2 separate regions of the Rattus norvegicus genome follow, and region 1 is linked to region 2. The links are chromatin contacts, called in public Hi-C maps. All regions are on one chromosome and are shown on one strand. The core of a region is the stretch at or near the end of the contact, and the rest is flanking DNA. Distances in the headings are between cores, read along the strand shown.

Region 1 (7,106 bases), core at 1,431-3,930, 50 kb before region 2:
TGGATCTCCCTCTCCTCGGGGACCATCAGCCACAGGTCCATGATAGCAGGGAGAGCAGAAGCAGAGAGCAGGGTTTGGACAGCCATGAGTATGATGGAAGGACTTCTAGGAGTCAGTTTCAGTGAGACAATTTGTGATGGCTTGAATGTGCTTGGCCCAGGGAGTGGCACTATTAGGAGGTGTGGCCTTGTTGGAGTGGGTGTGGTCTTGTTGGAGGAAGTGTGTCATTGTGGACGTGGGCTTTAAGACACTCATCCTAGCTGCCTGGAAGCCAGTAGCCTTCAGATGAAGATGTAGAACTCACACCATGCCTGCCTGGATGCTGCCATGCTCCTGCCTTGATGATAATGGACTGAACCTCTGAACCTGTAAGCCAGCCCCAATTAAATGTTGTCCTTATAAGAGTTGCCTTGGTCATGGTGTCTCTTCCCAGTAGTAAAACCCTAAGACATAGCTCAACTTTATTGTTTCAGGGGTAGGATAAGGGCTCTTAGGGTTACATTAAGGCAGGAGGGCTGATTGACACCTAATTATCACTTAGCGGCAAAAGCTCAGGGGGACTTAGGTGCTGAAATCATGCAGTGTTTACAGGAAGCTCTGAACAGAGTTGTCCTCCAGATAATGTCAGGCACCTGCTCAGAGACACTCTCCAGATGAAGTCAGAGGAAAGGGGGAAGCCCCTCTGAGAAAGGGACTCCTCCATTTTGCATCAAGCTTGGAGAGCTACCCAGACATGGTGGACTGCTACCTTAATCACATCGTCTTCCAACAATTAGCATCCACATACACTGCCCAGCCCTCTGCCAGCCCTCTGCCAGCCCTTCTCTTGAGCCCAGTCCAACTCAAACATCAGGAAAACATCCACATCAGAGACTCTCCAAGGAGAAGGGATCAGAAACTTCTCCAAGGGAAGTTTCATGTTGCCTAGGGCCAGCGTCCATGCTGTGCACCGTACAACTCCGGGGAGCAGCTGCCTCATGGGTGTGATGTTGGTCTGTGTGGACTACATTTGAATCCTCATCTGTACATGGTTCCAGAGGCCACCAATGCCATTGCTGAAATCTCTCACTTTCTTTTCTTTTTTCTTTTTTAGTTTATCTTAAATATATGTATGGGAAAGGGAGGGGAGGCACCATGTGTTAGTATGGGTACCTGTGGAGGCCAGAAGAGAAGATCAGATCCCTTGAAGTTGGAGTTGCAGGTGGTTTAATCCTCCTAACATGGATACTGGGAACCAAACCTACAAGAGCAAGAGTGTGAAGGAGCTCTTGTTTCCAAGTAATTAACACTAAGCCACAAACTTGTCACTACCCCAAACCACAGTAGCCTATTCACTCTGCGTGGGAAAGGAAGAGACATGAGCACCATAGGTTCAAGTCCATGTGGGCTACATGTTAAGACCAAAATAAAATGATTATGCATTATCCCAGATCTCAGCAATTAGAAGGCCACAAGGCTAGGGGTTCCCAACAGCCGAGAGGAAACTGTACATCTGACAGACCGACTCTATCTCACTGCTGAGGTGAGTGGGGGGGAGTGAGGCCCAGGATGGCTGTACCTGCCTCTCTCACGCTGCTGCTGAGGTGTGCCTCCCACCTGGCTTCCATCGTGAGGGACAGGGTGCAGCATGCAAAAAAATAAAGCCATTGGGAGCATCGTAAGAAAAGACTGCCCATCTGAAATGCCCAAAATGAGCGTGCACACCCCACCTGCCCAAGGACCTGGTAACTTCCTAGAAGATCAGAAGTTGTCATTCTTGGAAAAATAACAATGCCTCATGGGAAAGTGGTTCATAGATCAGTCTTTAGAAACCCCTCTACATGTGTACCTCGGGGTACTCAGCTGGAACATTCCAGGATCTGGTTCTGCCCGAAGCCCATGTCCTGGTCAGTATTCAACAGTCAATAAAGCTTGCTTTAAATATGGCCCAAAATAGTGGAATTAATTTCCTATCTGGTAAATCTCAAGATTAACACAGCCTCACCTCCTTCTCAAAAGTTTCTCGATACCATGGATACCTCAGGCCCCAGTTAGTTGGTCTTCACAACTGGAGCTTCCTGTGAGCTGTGCTTTGCATAGTCTCCAGGCTTCCAAGAGCCCAGTGCACCTCAGAAAGTTTTTCCCCCTCTGGAGATAAGTAAGTCTTTCAAGGATTCATGGTGCCCCACCACCAACACCAATACCAACACCAACAGGACACGTACGTTCCAGATATGGGCACAAAACAAGGTGTCAGAGGAAGAAAGTCGTGGCCACATCCTCTCCTGAAGACAGCAACACCGCATCCCCCCATCCTGTCCCATGGCCCTCTAGCCTTTGCCACTTAGAGGAGGAAAACAAAGGCAAAACAGTCTCTTTCTCTTGACAACAGATGGTGACTCACTGGGCATAGGGAAGGCACCTTTACTCAGGAAACAGCCTGAAGCCTCAGAGACCGAGCTTGAAGCAGGAACTGAAGGGAAAAGTAGACCTGCTTTGTTGCAGGTCATGGGTGGGTCTCAGAAGCACTATGAGGAAAGTATGCGCAGAAGGGGAAGAGTCAACCCTGGGCTGGGTATGAGTGCCACCAGGCAGTCACAGAGGTCAGGAAACTTGAGCAAGGTAGGAGATCCGGGGCATAAGGTTATGGGCTCTTATAACCACAACTGTGGTTCTGCTGGTTAATCTTTTATTTGCCCACAGCCACATTTTGTCCACAAACTCTGTCCTGAAAGGGGACTGACTGAAGAAAACATCCAGCAAGCTCTGGGCAAGGAAGGACAGCAGCAGAGAGCGAGGGCCGTGTTCGCTGTGCCAGAGGATGGAGGTGCACAACGTATCAGCCCCTTTCAATTTCTCCCTGCCGCCTGGCTTTGGCCACCGGGCCACAGACAAGGCGCTTAGCATCATCCTGGTGTTAATGTTGCTGCTTATCATGCTCTCACTGGGCTGCACCATGGAATTCAGCAAGATCAAGGCTCACTTGTGGAAGCCCAAAGGGGTGATCGTTGCCTTGGTGGCCCAGTTTGGCATCATGCCCCTCGCTGCTTTTCTTCTCGGCAAGATCTTTCACCTGAGCAACATTGAAGCTCTGGCCATCCTCATCTGTGGCTGCTCTCCCGGGGGGAACTTGTCCAACCTCTTCACCCTGGCCATGAAGGGGGACATGAACCTCAGGTAGGACAGAGGGTTAGGAGGGAGCAGTGTGGCATGGGGTGCTGCAAAGATGTCATGATCTGGAGAAGATCTATGCCGGAGCTAGGAGAGGGGGGTGTAAGAGCTGGATTGAGGTTGGTGTTGAATGCCAAAGGCTTATGCTAAGTTGGGGCAGGCTCTGGAGTTTCTTTGCTTTAAAAATCACAAGTAAAAAACATTAAGCTGGTCCAGAGGTAGGTTAGACACCCCTAAACTCCCTGAAGTCTCTACAGGACCACTGTAAAGGAGATTTCAATGAAAGAGTACCTCAGAACTGCAGGCAGCTGAATGTGACATGGTGTATCAGTTCTGAGACTGAAAATCTAAAAGGGGCCATAATGGGTCCAGAACACTCCAGGCAGGCCAACGTGACTGGGAACCAAACAAACATTTTAAATTCCTGCAGAGAAGAGATTCCAAAGGCTCTTTCTCCAGTATCTGGGCATCCAGAGTATCTGCTAAGACCCTTCAGATGTGTCAGATGTGGTGAGATTGCCATCCAAAGAAACCTCATGTAGAATTGAGGTCCCAGCAGTTGCCCAGGTTAGACTGGGCTTCACTCAGTATAACAAGCAGGGAAAAGGCTAACAATAGCCTGAGCCTAGAACATCCTGACCAGAAACCAGTGAGGTCTCACTCTGAAGAGCCGGACTCCTCAGGCTTGGTGGATTATCTGTCCTTCATACAGCTGCAACCAACAGCAGTGAATGCCCAGGAGAGAAGGCCCTCTCAGCTCGCTTGGGCAGCCCACACCATGGCTGAACTCACCACAGAAACACAGCCTCGGACTTAAGCCAGTCTCCCTCTGGGCTTGCTCTCAGTGGAGACGTTCAGTGTCAAGTAAAGGAGGGAACCCAAAGCCAATCTACTTGGTTCCGTGGCCACCTTGCCTGTGACTAAACTTTACAAGGAAAACCAACCAAGAAGTCTCTCCTGATGAGGCAAGGCAGCATGAGGGCAACTAGAAGGAGGGGCAAGACATTAGTCATGCTGTCCTGTAAGCCTTATCTGTCTCCAAGATGTCCAGGTTAAACCTCAGCTCTGGTGCAGAAGGAATTCGTAGTCGCATTAGTCAGAAAGGGGGCACTCTGGGGATCTGTGTATCTGTGGAAGCAGCCGATAGGACAGCATGAAGGATAACGGGTAAGTTTTTAAGTGTAACCAAGTATCACATTCTCATCAACTGGTGGCTGTTAATGATGCCCCTCTCTAATCAGCCCCACTAGGAGGCCCTAGGAGGCCTCCCACTGCACCTAGCTTGTTGTAAGATCAAGGAGATGGCTCCTGCACTGTGCTCAGTGTTTGGTTTTAGATCCCAGACTCTACCAGGAGCATTGGTGCAGCCACCGTTTGCCAAAGCCTCTTCCTCCTAAGCAAACCTGTCATTCGCATACACATTAACCAGGCCTCAGATCCCACTGGCAGACTTTCAATCCCAGCTGTCCTGAAAAGTTCCTACGTGCAATATTATAGCAATGGCAGCAATGCTGAGAACCACTCACGAAACACTCTTTTCGACAAAGTCAAATTTTAAACTTATTTTTTTTTTTTTTTGGTTCTTTTTTTCGGAGCTGGGGACTGAACCCAGGGCCTTGCGCTTCCTAGGTAAGCGCTCTACCACTGAGCTAAATCCCCAGCCCCAACTTATTTTTTTTTTTATGTGTATGTATGTCTCTTTGCACTGTGTGCCTAGTACCCAAGAGAGACAGAAGAGGGCACTGGATCCCCCTAGAACTAGAGTTCCAGATGGCTGTGAATGGCTACGTGGGTGTTCGCAATCAAACCCAAATCAGCTGAAGAGCAGCTAGTAATCTTAACCACTGAGCCGTTTCTCCAGCCCCTCCCCCAGCAAAGTCCAGTTTTAATCCCTCGATACTCATGTTGTCCGCCGTATATACGTCCTGCACTGGTCCTTGTTTTGGCGACTGACACGGATTGGTAACATACAGGAGGGAGTGCCATAACCAACCACATTCACAGATGAGGAAAGGCTTAGCACCTCTGGTCAGGGGCTGGCTGGCTTTAGAGCTGGTGCGTCTATAGATGTCTTGAGAGCTAGCCTGTTCATTGACAGAGTGATTGGAAGCTGCCTACCAGTCTCAAAGGCACTGGCCTCTCTGAACAGACTTAATGTACTGTACAGGAAAAAATTCATGCCATCACAGCTTCCTGCTTTTTGCTGGCTTAGTTTGGTTTTGGCTTTGACTTTTCAAGACAGGGTCTGTGGACTCACTTTGTAGACCAGGCTGGCCTCGAACTCAGAGATCCACATGCCTCTGCCTCCCAAGAGCTGAGATTAAAGGCATGTGCCACCATGCCTGGCTGCTTTTCCTTTTTAAAATAAATCTATAGGTATGAATGCTTCACCTGAATGTATGTAAAGACACTTGTATGTCCTGGTGCCCATGGAGACCAGAAGAGGGCACTGGATCCCCCTGAAACTGGAGCTATAGATGGTTGAGTCACTGTGTGGGTGCTGGGAGTTGAACCCTGGTCCTCAGGAAGAGCAGCCAGTGCTTTTAGCAGCTGAGCCATCTCTTCAGCCCCAAGCTTTCTGCTCTTCAAGAGAAGATTGAGTCGCCATTTTTAGGTGAACTCTCCAAATTTTCAAACATCATCAAGTCATCCAAATATATCTAAAAGGCTGTGCAAAGCAAGCAGTGTCCAAGAGTCAAATGTGGCTCCTAGGCCTACTTTGAGGCCTCTCTTTAAGCTCAGAATGTCCCAGAGTTAGAAGTAAATGGTGAGACTCTTATTGTTTTACTCCTTAGGAAACAGAAGTCAAGAAACCTGCCAAAGATCTCCCGATAGCTGGGCAAAAGTTGTGTCCAGAGCCAGCTCAGGGCCCTCTCACCGTTATTCTGTCTTCCAAATAGATTAAGTCTGAGATGGGACCAGCAGGCAACCAAGCAGGGCAGCTCCTACCTCACAGATGCCTAGGCTAGCCAAAATGAGCATCGTGGAGAGAGCCTGGGCTACTCTTCCCTCCTCAAGCTCCCCAGCTCCTTTTAACCTGCTGATCCCATTGCAGAGCCCGAGCCAGCAGCTAGGGAAGCAACGATCCCTACAAGTTGCCCACTGTCACACAGGAAGCCATTGGGATCCCAACACATTTCCCGCTTCACCATAGGGTCTGGTTGGTCACTTCCCGGTGTCCTCAGCAAGTGCATCTGATCCTTCATTCCTTCTGAGTTTACAGATTCCCAAAAGTAGGGCCTAGGCGATGCACTCAATCTTATGCAAGAGGCTGGGTACAATGGCGCAAGCCTGTCGTTCCTGCTACCTGGGGGCTGAGGTGGGAGGATGCTTGAGTCCATCTCAAAATAACTTATAAAGTAAGGTACAACCGTGTAATACCAGCCCTGGGAAAGTGAAGGAAGATCACTCTTAGTACACATAAGATTCTGTCTGAAAAAGCAAAAATAATTAAGAACATATGGAGGAAGGAAAAAATCAAAACACAAACATGTCATCCGTCCCACCGTAACCAGAAACCAGGTCCACAGTGTTGTGATGGCTCCAATCTCAAGGGCTAGAACCTGAAGGTCACCCCCCATCTGGGTTATTCAGGATAAACTGAAGATCACAACAGTCACAGACACCGGCAGCTTGGGGATGGATACCTCTGACAGCCCCGGGTACCTGTGATTGCAGAGCAAATACCTGAGCGTCTAGGAACACAGCTCCAGAGTCTTAGAACATACTCCCGAACTCCTGTCACACCAAGCCAGAGCAAGCATGATTTCTCTGGACACGAAAACACACACACAATTTATAAGCTGTTCTTCTACAGAGAGACCAATAGCTTGCACAGAAGCCCTCATAGACTTCACCTCAATCTCATTCCCTCTACACCACCTCTAAGGGAGTACCTCCCAGCACCTGGCTCCCCATCTCCAAGAACATTTTATACATTTTTTTGTTATTGTTTT
Region 2 (6,968 bases), core at 791-3,290:
GCAGTGTAATTTGGGCAGATGACATCAGAGTCTTCATCTTAAACATGAGTAAAGCAGCATGGTATATCACAGAGTAGAGATATGCCCCACTGAGGTGCATGAAGTCTACTGGAGACAGAACCCTTTCTCTAGGACTCTCAAAATTAAATCTTTTTTCTCCTCTTAAAAAAGGAGGAGGGGGAGGGGAAGAGGGAGAGGGAGAAGAAGAAAAAGAAGAAGAGGGAGAAGGAGGAGGAGAAGGAGGAGAAAGAGGAAGAGGAAGAGGAAGAGGAAGAGGAAGAAGAAGAAGAAGAAGAAGAAGAAGAAGAAGAAGAAGAAGAAGAAGAAGAAGAAGAAGAAGAAGAAGAAGAAGAGGCAGCAGCAGCTACTGCTGCTAGTTGGGCATGGTGGTACATGCCTTTAATTCCACAGAGGCAGGATCCCTGAGTTCCAGGTCAGCCTAGTCTACAGAGCAAGTTCCAGGACAGCCAGCCAAGGCTACAAAATAATCAATCAAACAAACAGACAAAAAGCAACAACAAAACACCCACATCCAACAACAACAAACTGAAGGAGGAAGAGGAGGAAGAGGAGGAGGAGGAGGAGGAGGAGGAGGAGGAGGAGGAGGTGAAAAGAAAAGAAAAAAGTCAACAGGGGTATACTGTGGTTTAAATGCCAATTGTGGGACACTAAGAAATGAGACCAGGATTCTTGCCACCAAGCCTGATAACCTGAATTCAAATACTTAGACTCACATAGCAGAATGAGAAAACCAGCTTCTACAAGTTGTCCTCTGACCTCTATATGCACACACCCTGCTATATTTGAGCCCACACTCATAAATAAATGAATTGTATTTTTTTAAGAGGTGAGAGCTGGGGTTGGGGATTTAGCTCAGTGGTAGAGCGCTTGCCTAGCAAGTGCAAGGCCCTGGGTTCGGTCCCCAGCTCCGAAAAAAAAAAAAAAAAAAAAAAAGAAAAGAAAAGAAAAGAAAAAAAAAAGAGGTGAGAGCTGAGAACACACAAAGACAAGCAAATCTATGTGAGTTTGAGGCCAGTCTGCTCTACATAGAGAATTCCAGACTAGCCAGAGTTAGACTTTGTCTAAAAAAGATGGGACATTGAAGAAGTTCTGCAAAATGGATTCATTAGCTGGGAGTGCTGTCACATGCCTTTAAAAACAGAACTCAACTCGGGAGGCAGAGGCAGGTGGATCTCTGAATTTGAGGGCAGTTTGGTTTATAGAGCAAGTTCCAGGACAGCCATGGCTTCATGGAGAAACCTTGTCTCAAAAACAAACAACAATCACAAAACCAGAGCAAGAATGGATTCATTCAACTGTTCAAGCAGTTGGTGCCTTGGTGGGTTATCTCAAAGATGAGTCAATCATAAAACCACTTTGGCTAGGCCTCTGGAACACTGCCTATCTCTTGCCACGTCATGCCCTGTGCCTCCTCAGGACGTTCCACCAAGAAAAAATATTATCAGATGGAGCCCCTTGACCCAGTGGCTGAATTATGAACCTAATAAAACTCTTTGTAAGCTGCCTAGTTTTTGTTGTTGCTATTAGCAACAGAAAATGGACAAGGACCTGTGCATACAGTATAATGAAATTAGTGTTGTTAACCTGGTGGGAAGGAAATACACATGGTAAAGGAGGGACAGCCCATCAATGAGGAGTCAGGGGGCTTTTACAAGACTAGGGATTTAGGGGACTGGGTCAGGCTGGAGCTCCAGGGAGCAGGGACAAGTCTCAATGAAGTGTCATTAGGAACAAGGACTGTGTTGTAAGGAAACCTTATTTCGTGCAGGAGATGGAGGCACAGTGTGCTCTTGGCTAGAAAGCAATACTTTCAAAGGTAAGAAGTTATGAGACCTTGGCTGCAGTCCTGTTGGAGAACCTAGGTATTACGGTGTCAGTTTACCATGTCTGGGTAGCTCTCCAAATTCAGTGCAAAATGGAGGACTCCCTTTCTCAGTGGGGCTTCCCTTTATTTGCCTAACCTTGCATGGAGAGCGGCTCTGAGCACAGGTGCCTGGTCTTATCTGGACTATGACCCTGCATAGAGCTTCCAGCAAGCACAGCATGACTCAGCACTTAAGTCCCGCCTCAGCCCTTCCCTCTGGGCTGAAGAACCCTGCCAGCTGCTTCTGCTCCCTTTGCCCTTGTGTGCAGGTAGCCAGCAACCCCCCACCCCCCTCCCTGCTGAAGAAAGGGAGACCCACACAGTCCCTTAAGAACACTGTTCTAGGTTGTTAGAAAGGGCAAGTCCAGAGGTAAAGATGTTTAAATAGATACAAGCATCTGCCACCGACATGACCTGAATTTGATTCCTGGAGCCCACATGATAGGAAAGAACTGGCTGGAGAGATGGCTCCCCAGTTAAGAGAACTGGCTGCTCTTCCAGAGGTCCTGAGATCAATTCTGAGTCGCCACATGGTGGCTCACAACCATCTATAATGTCATCTGATGCCCTCTTCTGGTATGTGGGTGCACATGCAGATAGAGTACTCACATACACAAAATAAATAAATCTTCCAACAGAGAGAGAGAGAAGAGAGAGAGAGAGAGAGAGAGAGAGAGAGAGAGAGAGAACCTTTGTGAAGTATTCACCAAAGAAGACTGCTTAGACATGGATTTAAGCCAACAAAAGGTCCTTATTAGCTGACCAGTGGCTACATTAGGTACTGGGTCACCAGTGTAGCCCTGAACCTTTCTCAGAGTGAGCTTTTAACACAACAACTATATTCTGGGTTGGCACACTTTAGTTAACAAGAACGTTTAGCCAGAAGCAGAGCTATAGAGATTTTCCCAGAACCGTGTACTTTGATAGATTAGATCTTTGTTCTCACTTTGGCAAGTGGTGCTGTCCATCATGGAGTCAGCTGTGCTGAGGTCTGGGGGCCTACGAGTTACAGAACTGACTCCTGTAAGTTGTTCTCTAACCTCACACACACAAAGCAAATAAACAAGAGAACGAACAGATACGTGAATAAATGAACATAGAACCATCGGGTCTGACTACTAACAGAGCTACAACAAATGTTTCCTGACAACTACAAAATTAAGCTCAGTGTTTCGTATTGCACCCAAAACCCCTTACCTGATCCAACCGAGCCTGGAAATCTAAGCTGCTCCATACTCTTACAGAAGCTTACACGGCTCACAACCCAGAAAGCAAGCACAGGATGCATCTCTTACGGACACAACTTCAAGTAGCAAAACTCAGTTCATCATTGAGAGAACAAGACTTCGGGCACTAAGAATGGCTTGCTTTTTGTTTTGTTGGCTTAAAATAATTAGATGTATCCACTCATTGCCTGTATGTTTGTATGTGTCCTATATGCATGCCTGGTGCCCTCACATGTCAGAAGAGGGCACTGGAACCCCTAGAACTGGAGCTACAAATGGTTGTAAGCCCCCATGTAGGTGCTGGAAATCAAATCCAGGTCTTCTGCAAGAGTAAATGTTTTAAACTGCTAAGCCATCTCTTTAGCCTTCTTCGTCTACCCTTTTGAAGGATCTTATTTTAGTTAAATAACAGTCTGATCACACAGGGTTCACGAACATTTAAATACTAAGTTAATCAGATGTTCCAGATTGGTCTTTGAACTGAACAGGGGTGGCACACACCTTTAATCCCTGCACTAGAGAGGCAGGTGGATCTCTGTGAGTTGGAGGCCAGCCTGGTCTACAGAGTGAGTCCCAGGACAGCCAGGGCTACACAGAGAAAACCGGTCTCAACCCTACCACCACCCACCCCTCACCCCTGCCAAAAAAAGGAAAAGCTTGGTCTTTAAACGTTACAGCCAATGATGTCGCTCTCGACTGTCACCTTTCTAGTATAAAACCACAGTCAAGGTCCAGAGAGGTGGCTTAGCAGGTAAAAGCATTTCCTTCTCTTTCAGAGGGAAAGAGTTCAAGTCCCCAGTACTCATGTCTGAAGTCACAACCAGGAGTAACATCAGCTCCAGGGGACCCAACATCCTTCTGACCTCCGCAGACACCTGCACACACACACACACACACACACACACACACACACACACACACACACACACACCACACGCGCGCACACTCCCTTCCACACAGAGTAAATACATATAAAACTACATCTCTAAAAATGAAACCATATCCATGCTTAGAGGCCCCCAAACTGCTCAGCACAGCGTGCAGAACTTTGAGCTGTCTAAAGACACCTCTGCGAACTCTCTGGATTATTGTCTTCAGCCCACAGAGAGCTGTAGGGGTTCTCAGCAAGGGTTGGTGAACCAGTTCCACCTTGGCACAATGGCAAAAACGTGGCCCAGGAAGGCTTTGAGCAAATCACCAGCACTAGGACCTTTGCGTGAACTTACAGAGGAATTGAGCCATTGGCTGGGGAGGAAGGTCAGTCTTCAGCACAGCAGGCTGTGGTGGGTATCAACTCACAATATCAACAGAGTATGGTAGGTCAGGGGCCTGGAGTAAGGAGCCCAGTGAATGGCAGCTTCTGCTGATAATGTTATTAATGTGATTCCTCCAGGCTCCTTGTAAGCATTTCTTCCTTTCTGCTTCCTGGGCTGCAGCCACTTGAAAGTGGAACTGTTTTCTAGGCCACACTGGGTCTCTTGAATGAAAGCACTGTGGAGGAACCCCTACTGCTGGCTTGATCTATCCATTTTTTTTAAAGATTTATTTACTTATTTTATGTATGTCACTAGAAGAGGGCATCAGATCTCACTACAGACGGTTGTGAGCCACCATGTGGTTGCTGGGATTTGAACTCAGGACCTCTGGAAGAGCAGTCAGTGCTCTTAACCACTGAGCCATCTCTCCAGCCTGATCTATCTGTTTTTTACTATCAGGATTTCACTCCTGGTCTCTGCATTGTTTTCCATGGCCAAGCTGTTTAAACAGCAAAGAGCCAAGCGAACTCTCATGTCAAATACTGGACCCTGGCCATTCGGCTCCCTGTGGCACGTACACGTGCACACCCCATCCCTAAAGCTGAAGGACCTCTCCCACCCTCACCCCCACTTCCACCCCCACCCCACCCCCAGGTTCTGCCTTGGGTGTTCTGTTTCACCAGAACAAGGATACCCACAGCCCCACCCTCTTTCACACCTGAGGAAACAAAGTGGATTTCAAAGGTTCTCTTCGGACCTGTCTGCCAAGACAAGGTTTTGTCAGACAGGTCCTGCCAGCTCTGAGACTTTCTGACTGTAGAACGGCCAAGTTGCTTTTCTTGCTTTAAATGCAGTGCAGTGATCTCGAGATTCCCACAACAAACACACATCTGTTATATTTCTATCTATATGTCCTCCATACAATCTCCAGATGTTTGTAGTCTACGAAATATTTTATAATATATTTAGAATTTTTTCTGCTGATGAGAGCACAAATTAATGCAGTCACATTTGTTTCAAGGTTCCTTAAAAAAATTAAAAATAGAACTATCATATGACCCAGCTATTCCATGCCAAGGAATAGATCCAGAGAAATCCATATTCTACTATAGAGTTATTTACACATCTATGTTCACTGAGGCCCTTTTTACTATAGCACAAACACTGAACCAGCCTGGATGCCACCCAACAGATGAATGGATAAATAAATAAATAAATAAATAAATAAATGTGCTCCATAATCAAAATAGGAATAGTATTCAGGTGTTTAAAAAAATTAAATCTTGGGGCTGGAGAGATGGCTCACTGGTTAAGAATGCTGACTGCTGGAGTTGGGGATTTAGCTCAGTGGTAGAGCGCTTGCCTAGGAAGTGCAAGGCCCTGGGTTCGGTCCCCAGCTCCGAAAAAAAGAACCAAAAAAAAAAAAAAAAAAAAAGAATGCTGACTGCTCTTCCAGAGGTCCTGAGTTCAAATCCCAGCAACCACATGGTGGCTCCCAACCATCTGTAATGGGATCTGATGCCCTCTTCTGGTGTGTCTGAAGACAGCTATAGTGTACTTATATAAAATAAATAAATCTTTTTTTAAAAAATTAAATCTTGGCCTAGAAAGGACCTCGAGGTTAAGAGTATACACTGTTCTTCCAAAGGACTTTAATTCAGTTTTCAGCGCCCATGCTAAGCAAGCTTAAATTGCCTGTAATCCCTGGGGCTGAAATGTTCTCTTCTGGCCAGCCCCAGCCACTACACTCACAAGCACAAACCCACACAGAGACACACATGAAGACACATAATTAAGAAGAAAAATAGGGGGACTGGAGAAATGGCTCAGCGGTTAAGAGCAATGTCTGCTCTTCCAGAGGTCCGGAGTTCAAATCCCAGCAACCACTTGGTGACTCCCAACCATCTGTAATAGGATCCAATGCTCTCTTCTAATGTGTCTGAAGACAGCTACAGTGTACTCGAAAGAAAGAAAGAAAGGAAGAAAGAAAGAGAGAGAGAGAGAGAGAGAGAGAGAGAGAGAGAGAGAGAGAGAAAGAAAGAATACCTGAAAGGAAAAATGGGGAGGGGTGGATTTGAATGTATAATATGAAGTGAAATCACCCAAACTTAGAAAGAAAAAGTATGTTCTCCCTCCTGAGGGGATCCTGGCCAGTCATGTATACACATTTGTATGTAAACAGCTGTAAGTGTAACATTTAGAAAGGAAACCAAGGAAGGACATGATGCAGGCAGACAAGGGACACACAAGCCGTGAGAGACAATGTAAAGCTAATTGTTTGCCTGGTTTCAACTCTGTCATAGTTCTTGTTTGTTTGTGTTTTGGGTTTGGTCTGCTTTTTGTGTGTGCATCTGTGTGTGGTGAATATGGCCATAAAAGATGCGTAACTGGGACAAGGTGTGGTGAGGCCTTTGTGAAAACGTAACTGATACAGAAACCACGTGCTGAGCATTACTTGCTGGCTTCCGAGTGCAATCCAGCTGGCCAGAAGTTCACGGAGACAGCGGAGTCTGAGACCGGGCAAAGGTTTGAGTGGCTATCTTAATCTAGGTATGTGATATTTTAAAATGCATGAGTTCATTACAATGAAGCGATCTCTGG

Evidence for each region. A called contact is a pair of places that touch in the nucleus more often than the background predicts.
Region 1: a Hi-C map of hepatocytes shows a contact between it and region 2, with 1.5 times the contacts expected there. The contact joins the promoter of Slc10a1 here to the enhancer-like site in region 2. A contact is called at or near these places in 2 of 12 Hi-C or Micro-C datasets (hepatocytes and liver).

Annotation. Positions count from the first base shown.
Region 1 is chr6:106,353,518-106,360,623 of GRCr8, reverse strand. Slc10a1 (solute carrier family 10 member 1) reads left to right here and starts at 2,680. Exons shown (of 5, transcript NM_017047.2): 1 at 2,680-3,156. The coding sequence starts at 2,801.
Region 2 is chr6:106,303,318-106,310,285 of GRCr8, reverse strand. No RefSeq gene overlaps it. Among named protein-coding and RNA genes, the nearest start is that of Srsf5, 30 kb to the left of the region's middle. Within about 2 kb of position 2,040, at least 9 of the 93 cell types and tissues checked have an H3K27ac peak or open chromatin away from gene starts, as enhancers often do. A contact at or near this core is called in hepatocytes and liver, where this site is marked.